Linked DNA regions of Oncorhynchus kisutch: region 1 is linked to region 2. A link is a contact called in public Hi-C data. All regions are on one chromosome and are shown on one strand. Each heading gives the region's core, a stretch centred on a gene start, on an enhancer-like site or on the middle of the called end of the contact. The rest is flanking DNA. Distances are from core to core; before and after follow the strand shown.

Region 1 (5,187 bases), core at 1,824-4,323, 150 kb after region 2:
AAGGGCCTGTGTGCAGTGCACTATAGTTGAGGTCATAAAAGCACAATCCTCTTTAAGCACAAACTAAACCACATCTCAGCCAATCACTTACTTTAGCCAAGTAAAATATAAACAGTCAAATTGAGTCAGCCAAAAGCCCTGATACTCTGCCCAACCACTTATCATTGTTTTCATCTTCATTCACTGCAAGTGGCTCCCATGCAACTCGAACAGAGTGAAACTTTCTCCTGAAACGCACTGTGAAAAAAAGTATTGTCCAATATTACCAGGCCAAAACCGATTTGGGGTCATCTAAAAAATATATTATAATAATAATAGTAGTCCGTTTATATGTTTTAGTTTACACATCAAACACAGGTTAAAAGGAATGACGTTGAGATGTTCTATAATATCATCTCATAACCTATATCATTTGATCACGGCATTTTAAAAGAGGACTTTTACGCACACGCTGGAGCTATCTTATTTAGAATACACATGGCGGTACTGCACAGACACTTTGGCTTATTTTCTCTATCACTGGTAAAACACGTTATTTCTTACTCAAAAATGAACTTGTCATCCTATAATACAATATACAGTATTTCAAGCGCTTTAAATCAACACACATTATTAGACCAGGTGAAAACCATATCAATACCAAAATATACACAAAACCAAATGGGTTTAGATACGTTTCATACTGCTACAAAAGATATGTATTATATAAGCTAAAGTTTTATCATATTTTATAATAATAATAAAAAAGTTACTAAATAAATCACGCCGCAATAATAAGCATGGCACATAATCGATAATAACAAGAAATCAATTTAAAACATTGCTTAGGCTATACCTGAGTAAGACAAATTGGAGAGTACATCATCAGCCAACAGTGTACACAAAATAGGTACTTCGATTGATTTCTCTGAAAATCACTTTATCGCGCCATTCTTCCTTGCCGGTAAAGCACCATGCAAAATTGTGGAGAAGTTATCCGTGTAAAGGTCTTATCCAAGAACATCAGTGAGATTGTGAAAGTCCAAACAATCCCATGTCTCAGTTCAAATGGAGACGATATGGCAGATAGGCTTATGCTTTTACAAATAAGCACGTTGAATGCCTATATGGCTCTTTCAATCCGAGCCGGCGCAAATGAAAATAAATCTCGCTACTCTGGAACCGTTCGCTTTATAACGTGAGAAGTCAATTCATAAAAGCATTTTGAAAAGTATAGAAAGCGCTGAATTTTGGAAACCCACACTCTTCAAACTTGATAGCCTAGAATATCGACCGGTACACCCTCCGTCTGAGCGATACTAACAAATCAGTCGCCAAGATTTTTCTTCTCACTTAATTACATAGTCATACTCCTCCCCTTCCAACAAACGCATTCCATTGCCACCAGCCCACCTTCCCGTCTCCCTCAGAAAACACAGCATTAAACTCTCCCCCCCTTCGCTCTCTGAGTTATGATTTTTTTCAACAGAAGACTTTGGACCAGCGTGCCGGTTCGAAAAGGAATTGGAATGGAAAATTCCCTTACAGATACGATATGGACTAGAGGCCTTATTCGAACTCTCTGTTTTACAAACAAGCCTAATAGCGTCGATAATTTCCCTATACAGTATAGGCTAGGCATAATGTAACAGAACATCTAATAGAAATGCCCGACGTGGCTTATAATACACTTCCAAAATGCATTTCACACTCCACAATATATACGATGTCTCCCTCTATTCACAACACAATTTGAAAGTGAAATCAAAGTGCAAATTTGCCTGGATGGCACACATTTAATGAAAATGGTTCAGCAACAGTGGATCATTATAGTTTCGATGTTAAAATACACATAGCTACACATTCCAAGTCAACTATGTAAGGCAAATATATAGTATATGCACTTTTCTAAACTATACCAGTATAGGACATTGTTCAATGTGCGGTATGTTATGGTTCTGGTTCTGATGTGAGTTGGTTAAACAGTTGACTGCTTCCAAAACTTTGACCCACCTGAGGTCATTTCAGTTTACGCATGACCCACCACATAAACGAGACTACAATGTTTTTCACCATGACAACACATAGCTGCGACCTATGAGGTCTGGACTAGTGATCCAGACCCACCATTTAGGAACTACTGGAACAGAGGACAGCAGCGGCCTGTCAACGAGTTCAACCCTATATTTCACAAGAACAGCGGCACTGACGGTTCGCGTCAACTCCACAGTAATGCCTCAGTTCGCCTAAACTATAATTTCGTGTCAATCAAATAGTAAACAATGGTTTATTTTAATCCGGACTGAGAGACAAAAAAAGCCATGAGGCATAAAAGTAGGCTGGACTACTGTAGGCTGGATGCCTGTTTTTCAATGCAAGGCGCGCAGAGGAACATGGTGTTCATAAATTCATGTTGACATTTTCCTTTTCATGGAAGTTACCGCTCATTATTGGACTGTATCAGTGGTGTAAATATGGTGTGGCCTAAAGGGGAACAATTATCCCTATAGTTGTGACCTTCTTTATCTCAAAATGTGGTTGCAGAAAACTATATTGTGCCAAAAGCGTTGCATGTGTAACCTCCTATGGAATTGTTCCACACATTCCAAATGTAGTTCATTGACAACAGAGGGGCCGTGGAGTTTAACGCAGGATGTGTGCCAACCGAAAGAAGAAAAAAAAACATAAATAATCGTATATCTGATAATAGTCTTGTCCACTTGTCATAATTCTATACCCGCTCAACCAGACCGGGTTGTGGTGAAGAGCAAGTCATTAATGGGAAAAATACAATGTTGTAACATTTGAAAATGACACATAGCAATAATAATCCACGTTCACGTACCATTGAACTGTATTGCATGGATTTAAAGGGGGATCCTGGAACCTGGGTGAAACAAGGCGGTTGCCTTCACATTTTTCACGTTCAACTTTGTAGGCTAGTGCTTGCAAAAAAATCAACACCGGAAAATAATTATTGGCAGAAAGGCGCGTAAAATCAAGTCAGCCAGCAGCTCAGCTTTTTTATTCCTTCCTCTTCAACTCTTACTTTTGGATTGGTTTTGGTTTGTTCAGTTGTTGAACGCAATCCAGAAGAGGCTGAGTTTTCGTAACTGGGCAGGTCTACGGCTTCACTTTCCATGTCTGACTGCCGCCCGCCTCCCGTGCAGCTCTGCGCAGCCAAGAGAGCTCCGCACCTAGAACTTGGATTCTCGCCTCTCATTGGTCAGGGCGGCGGCGGCATCAGTAGGGCCCTTCACTTCCGTTCGCTACTCAGTGTTTTTGGCTTTTACTTGCATGTCAATACATGATAGGCTGCAAACTGCTGGACTGGCATACATTGTGGTTATTCAGGGTTTATAGATACGAGTTAATGTAAAGTGGCAATCAGAAGTTGATAATATAAAGCTGAGGGATGGGGCTGGATACATGTAACCACTCTCAAATTCATAAACACAGTTATGGATACAAAACACATAAACAGTCTGAACCATGTTGAGGCTATATAGTGTTTGTTTTGTTTACAAACATTGCATAAAACAAGCTTACGTGTTGGGTTTTGATGGGGTTAAACTAAGCTCACGAGGCATTTATAAGTTATATTCGTCAAGAATCAATGGGTACACATTATTGCATTATATGTAGCCTACAGAAATGGATGTATCAACTACAGATTATCCCCTTAAATGATCTGTGGTTACAAGATAAACCAAAGAAAGTCATTATGTCACTTAGGCATATAATCATAATACACTATTATTATCATCAGGCCTATATTACAGGCTATACTGGGCTACTACTATACTACTACTACTAATCCTTGTAAAATTGCTAGTAATATTATTATTAGCATATTATCATGATTATTATAGGCAAAAACTGTATACAATTTGTTTGTTTTTTACAGACTATATATATTTTTTTAAGTATGAAATTGTACTATAGGTTACCAACAGTAAAGACTACTGTCCTTTATTGATTTGAACTAATTAGGTTTAATGAACTACTCGCTGTGAATTATTTCCTCATTAATATGGAAATCGTTGATATTCTATATGAGGAGGCAAATGCATCACATTTCTCTGAACCAATACAGTAGGGAGGTTCGGGCTTGGGTGGCTCCAATTGACAATGGACAGTGACAGGGTTTTATAGTCCAAATATGTTGTATTTTGTTCTATGCATTACCATTGTAGTTACATATTTTATAATTAAACATGTTTGATGAATGATAAGTGAATAATGCTCCAGAGGATGCAAATGTCCAACAGAACTGCAGATTGTGAATATGGCCGAGAGAGGTCACTGAACCTAACAGTCTAATATAATACAGCTGATTTGAAAGTGAGTTATTGATTCTTTATCATTTGTTTAACTCCGGGGGGGGGGGGGGGGGAACATGTATAGGCTATATCATTTTAAGTGTTTGACACAGACCTCCAATCAATGCAACAATATTCCATTTGCCAAATAACATTGATTGTTCAGAAATCCCGTTATAAGAGCAAATGAGGATGCTTTATAAAGTGACTTATTGATATTGTCCTAGATATGACGTGCATGGAAGGGGGAAATGCACTCTGCAAAAACTCAGTCAAATGAACTAAACAAGAGATATATGTTATTGCATGTGTGCACATAATTTATGCCTATCTGGCCAACACGTTTTACGATAAATTGGCTACTGGTAATTAAGAACTTTCTCCTCATCTGATTTCAACTCATAAGCTCGGAATTTAGTTTTTTTTTAAAGCGGTCCTTCCCTTTTTACGAAGGAGGGAGGTGGCGTATAAATCGACACCAAGGAGAGAGGTTGGAAAAGTTGGTCAACCGAAACTTCGAAGACTGCCTGATAGATTTTGTGGACTGACTGCGCTGAGAGTGAATTTGAGAACTTAGGCTAATTTCAATAGAGAAAATGTGATTATTTTCGTTTCGATATTGCTTTTGAGGTGTTTTGATAGATGCATGAATAAGATGTGACCACATTTTAGACGTAGACGAAATAACTCAAGAGTATGTTTATATGCCTCGACGAAACAACCGCAATCTTCTTCAGATCGCATTTTACGCACGCATTACGCACAACCTGCCCACACTTAATGTTATTTTTGCATGAAATGCACTGTGTACATTGTCTTCTTTCTGTATTCAAATTGCACAAATATTTAAAATTATGATATATACATTTTCCACTTATTTGGTCAC
Region 2 (5,639 bases), core at 873-3,372:
CAGTCAAGTGAAATGGATTGCTCACCAGAGGTCAGGGGCTTTCCCCAACTATCCTTTTAAAATGTTCTTCACCTTCCCCCTTGAAAGTGACGCGAAATGCTTGTCGTGTTGAAACATCGATTGTTACACATCCTCATATCATTAGTTGTAATAGGGAAGGGTACTTCTGATCACTGATGCCAAATTTCACCCTGAAGACATTTTCTACCAAACAAATGCTCAATCTCACCCCCCCTTTCTGAAGGAGAGGCTATAGGCGCTTTTGGTGGTTTGGTGGATGGCAGGTCAAGAGTTTCTTTCCTTGCAGCCTTGCCTTTCCACTAATGAATCCCCCTGGTTGAGGTCCTGTGGGCTGACTGGGTTCTCCCGTTGCACACTAACCAATGATTACACCTTGAGGGTGAGGAAGAGGACTGGGCTGGAAGGAGAAAGGGGGTAGAGAGCCCCAGATTGGAGGCAGGTGCCGCAGCAAATCAAGCCTCATTAGCTGTACCTTCTGCTAGCGTCGATGGCAGATGGAGGCTCGCCCTTACATGTTACCTCACATCAGATGACTTGGGGGTTGGGGGAGGTTACTGCTACTATCACTCTCTGTCTGATGCACTATTCCGTTCTGTGGTGGTGGCTGAAGTGTGATGGTAGTGGTGATGGAGGGATGGGGGGGGGGGGGGGGGGGGGGTAACAGTGGTGGTTGTGAAAGTGGTTGTAGAAGTGCAGGCCAGGGAAAGGAACATGTGAGAGACTCTTAGCTCTGCATGGTTAACCCATATAGGATGTTCACTGAGTATACAAAACATTAAGAACACCATTAAATCCACTTTACATGTAATTTATTTTTACATGTGTCCTTTAGCAGACACTCAGTACTGAGTAGTCTTACAGTACTGAGCTCTCTTACAGTACTGAGCTCTCTTACAGTACTGAGCTCTCTTACAGTACTGAGCTCTCTTACAGTACTGAGCTCTCTTACAGTAATGAGTGCTCTTACAGCACTGAGTACTCTTACAGTACTGAGCTCTCTTACAGTACTGAGTACTCTTACAGTACTGAGCTCTCTTCCAGTACTGAGTGCTCTTACATAATTAGCAAAACACCCCGCAAGGGAGGCCAGTTTGGATTTGGCTTCAGACCAATCAAATCACTTCCCATGCAAAACATCATTTTCAGAAATATGTGTCTGTTTCTGGCCGGTCCTGCAGCAGCTAGCTTGCTAAATCGTCCCTTTCCTAAGCCATGGATGAAGATGAGGATTTGGATTTGTGGTTTTGACTTAATTCGCTGTACAGGCCAATGATTATGGCCAATGATTATGATGCCGATTCTGATCTAACCATAAAAGAATGTGCCACTGGCCTCAGACGATTTAAGTTCAATATGTAGCCTAGATGTCACCTAGTAGGCTCACGTTAACTAGCTAACGTTAACTAGCTGGTTCATTGTTGCCCATGCCAGGAAGTTAGTCTAGCAAACATTTTAGCTAGATAGCCTATGACAACAAAAAAATAAATGTGATACTTTGTATAACAGAGCCATGGACCATTTTACCAACATGAAGAGAGGAGGATGGCATTGGCTTTCAACTAGTCTACAAGTAGGGTGAATCAACAGTCTGGTTTTACTTGCACACACATACACACACACACACACACACACACACACACACAAATCAGTACTATGGACAGAAACATGATATTTAGCAACAATGATTGGACTAAATCGTTTTTGGTATCTTTAAGTTAGTTTTCAGTGTACTTCATGAAGCATACAGCCTTGTTGATTTGATGATGTTTAAATGTTTCAGTGTAAATGGTGCTGGAATAGTGGAAGCAGTGTTCCTGTTGTCTTTGTGCTGACTTGCAGTAACTCCGTGATATTAAATCAGCAGCTGTTTAGTAAACTGTCAAAAACATTATCTTGCTTGACCATGCTGCCGGTTTGTTAATGCAATATTTGCTTTGTGGTTTTCACTGGGCAGATGTTGGTCTCTGGTTTTGTGATGAAACAAACATATGTGTACTTTAATTTATTCCACTGTGTGACTGTTGTCTTTTTGTTCTCACGGCCTTATTGTATTTCACTGTGGCGTAAGAACTAATGGGATATAGAGAAAACAACGTAATTATCACAACATAGGTTATAATATGGATTATTTCCCTCTGTCATTTTACCCACATGTAACAGGGTTGGTTATGTTTCCACTTGCCTCTAAAAGAAATGTGTATTTAATGTTCAAGCATTCTTATTGGTTAGTTCAACTCTGATGACAATAAGGTGTGTTGCGATTGGCCCCGCTTGCAGATGGAGGATATCGCGAATGTCAGGTCTTCCTAGTACGAAAATGTGATGCAAGGGGTAGGTCAATGTGTACAAGTTTGCTGTACGTTACTGATTTATACATGTGTGGGTATATGGTACCTGTTAGGGATTGAGGGGATTTCTGGGATGTTCTTTGGCATATGATTGCTGTAAATAAGTGTGTTAGCTAGCATACACTGATGTAATGGTCACATAAGCCACTGCTAACACAGTTGTCTTCATGCTACAGATTTTGCCATCTACAGCCATCAATACCATTAAGCCCTGCACAACTAACATGCTGTTTCCCATTTAACAACAGAAATAAATGATGCTCAACTGGGACCACTGGCCGAAGTGATTTATTTTGAGAAAACACAACGCATGGAGAGTACATATACATCTGTTACACACGCACGCTACTGTTTTGCTGTAAGGTTACAGTTGGTGAGGCGGCATGTTGAAATTCTTTTAGGAGTGTTGGTGGTTGTGGGGCAAAGGGACAATGGACACTTTGTCTAGACAGGCTAGTGGAGGGAGGGAGGCTGCATGGTGGTGGGGTTGTCGTATGGCATCAACTGATTGAACTTTGCCAGTCATAGGCCTAAAAGCACACAACATCCCCTGGTCTCTTTGGGTGTTGTTTACGCTGGGTGTTGTTTACGCTGTAGAAACCACTGTTTTCCTGTGAGATTGATATTTCATGAATAAAGCCGAATTGTATTTGTATAGGCTAAGTGAGAATTTATCATGTGTATAAGATCCCATGACATTTTGTTGAAATATTAGGGCTTTCAGTTTCAGGACAATTTTTCAGTTGTTCCTCCAAAACACACAACCATTCGCACCTACAAACTTCCTCAGAGCCACTGGCAACAGGGAAGTGACTAACATTGTGGGAGATTCCAATAATCTGTCTGTCACCTCCCAGCACGAGCACAGTAGAGTCATGGGATAGGGTGGGTTATTATAAAACAATAGTCAGAACCAAGAACATTTTTAGGGCTGTGAACCTCCTCTAACTGATACTACAAAACTGTATTACTCAAGTGGACTGGTAGCATCTGTGGCTCTGCATCACCCTCGGGAATTATCCACCAACCTGAGACTAGAAGAGGCCTGTGTATCCGAAACAGACAGAACTCCAAACATCTGGACAGAGACAGATTGACAGACGTGGACACTATATAAAACCTGAGAAATCTGCTAACCGGCTGTTCGGTCAACATGTGGGACATGCTGGGCTATAAAACTGGACAAAAAGTGATCTTCAAACACCTGACAGCATCGGCAGGTGTTTATGTGGTCATAATTTTTCTCGTAGTATACTATTTTGAATTTCAGATTCACCTGCAATGCTCCTGTTCACCTGATAGAAGCTCTTGGCATTGTGGTACCTACTTAGCGTTACCAACTTTGATCATTTTTTTCATGATTCTCTTTGTCGATAAACATTTCAGAAGAATCCTTCGATTTACATGCAAATGCGAGCGTGAGTGTAAACTCAGAGGTCATTTCTGCGCGGCACTGTTCAAATTCCTCTTCAAGGCGGCTGCAACAGGGTTACTCTGGGTTGCCTCTGTTCTCATCAATGGGTTCTGGTACACGTGCTGCCTAAATTACAGCTCTAGAGCACTTACCTGCAAGAAAAGCAGTGAGCTCAATTTGACAGAAAAAGCAACCATAGCTGACCTAAAAAATGATTCAGAGGTATTTGGCTTACTGGTGGTGCTCGGAATTGTAGGGCTGTTGACCCTGTCTGTATTGCCTTGGAATGAGTTCTGCTGTCGAAAGTCTTCTCACAGGGCTCAGTTTGAGAAGAATGTTTTGGAACAGGCGGAGATTCATATGGAGGATAAACTAGAGAGAATAGCTAAGGCGTATGTGGTTCAAGGCGCAATAAGTGATCTAGAGTCCATTTCTGAAGTAACATATGAAGATGAGACGAAACAAAATGTGGTGGTCAACATTAAAAAAGATTGGGACAAAATATCAGACTTTGCTTTGCATCTGATCAACTCTTTATCTGATGAAAGTACTGGAGAAACAACAAGTGAAGTCTTACTGGGACATTTGACTACCAACTAATAACATTGGTCAATCAAGAACTTTGAGCCTCTGGGCCTCTCAAATTAAATTGAACATTTACACCTAGTAAACAGTAGATACAGTAGTTATACACCTATTCAGTCCCTATGAAGAATCATGCTGCATATTGGTAGCCTATACGTACATGTCCTGTATTCTAGAATGCATTGAACTAACATATGTGTATTTTGATTGTCTTTAGAGAATTATTTTTTTCGGTTTGTGTTTAAAGGGGGGGTTTATCATGTTAACTTCATATTCAGACTCTGATATTTTGTCATTTTAACCATTTATTTATTTGACATGGAATGGTAATGTTTGTCATTGAAATGTTGTGATGCAATGTACAGATTATATAGTGTCTTTATAGATAGTGTGCTATATGAAAGCCTGTATGTAAATATTCACATTTAAATGGTGTATTTGAAAAGTAAATCTTAACATTGTGTAATAAAAAAAGGACAAATAAAATAGAATATATAGGTAATGTGCTGAAATATACTGTATGAAAGCCTGGATATACATTTTCAAATTAAAATGGTGTATTTGAACAAGTAAATCTTATTTGGAAAAAAAAGATGATTTTATGCCAGAGAACTTTCATTTTGGCATTCAGGAAGTCCCTTTAATGCACACTACTCAATATGAGAGTCTAACTTCATATTTCTACCGCTTGTGATGTGAGCTCCTTATGCAAATGAGGGCCACATATCTGGACATCTAAAACAACGTTCATTTCACTCAATCTGCTGAAGAGGGCTTCTGTTTGCTTGGGAACTAACAAAGAGAAAGAGACACACATATGGGACCTCTTTATCACTCTCTCCCTATGCCCAGATCCATGCGCCTGCCATATGGGACCTCTTTATCACTCTCTCCCTATGCCCAGATCCATGCGCCTGCCATATGGGGCCTCTTTATCACTCTCTCCCTATGCCCAGATCCATGCGCCTGCCATATGGGACCTCTTTATCACTCTCTCCCTATGCCCAGATCCATGCGCCTGCCATATGGGACCTCTTTATCACTCTCTCCCTATGCCCAGATCCATGCGCCTGCCATATGGGACCTCTTTATCACTCTCTCCCTATGCCCAGATCCATGCGCCTGCCATATGGGACCTCTTTATCACTCTCTCCCTATGCCCAGATCCATGCGCCTGCCATATGGGACCTCTTTATCACTCTCTCCCTATGCCCAGATCCATGCGCCTGCCATATGGGACCTCTTTATCACTCTCTCCCTATGCCCAGATC

What was found. A called contact is a pair of places that touch in the nucleus more often than the background predicts.
Region 1: a Hi-C map of muscle shows a contact between it and region 2, with 20 times the contacts expected there. The contact joins the promoter of LOC109906541 here to the promoter of LOC116353974 in region 2. A contact is called at or near these places in 2 of 2 Hi-C or Micro-C datasets (liver and muscle).

Annotation. Positions count from the first base shown.
Region 1 is chrLG16:26,145,624-26,150,810 of Okis_V2, forward strand. LOC109906541 (nuclear factor 1 B-type) reads right to left here and starts at 3,074. Exons shown (of 12, transcript XM_031792111.1): 1 at 2,825-3,074. The coding sequence starts at 2,842.
Region 2 is chrLG16:25,994,666-26,000,304 of Okis_V2, forward strand. It overlaps LOC116353974, which reads left to right and starts at 2,123. Exons shown (of 2, transcript XM_031792124.1): 1 at 2,123-2,352; 2 at 2,618-5,639. The coding sequence starts at 5,186.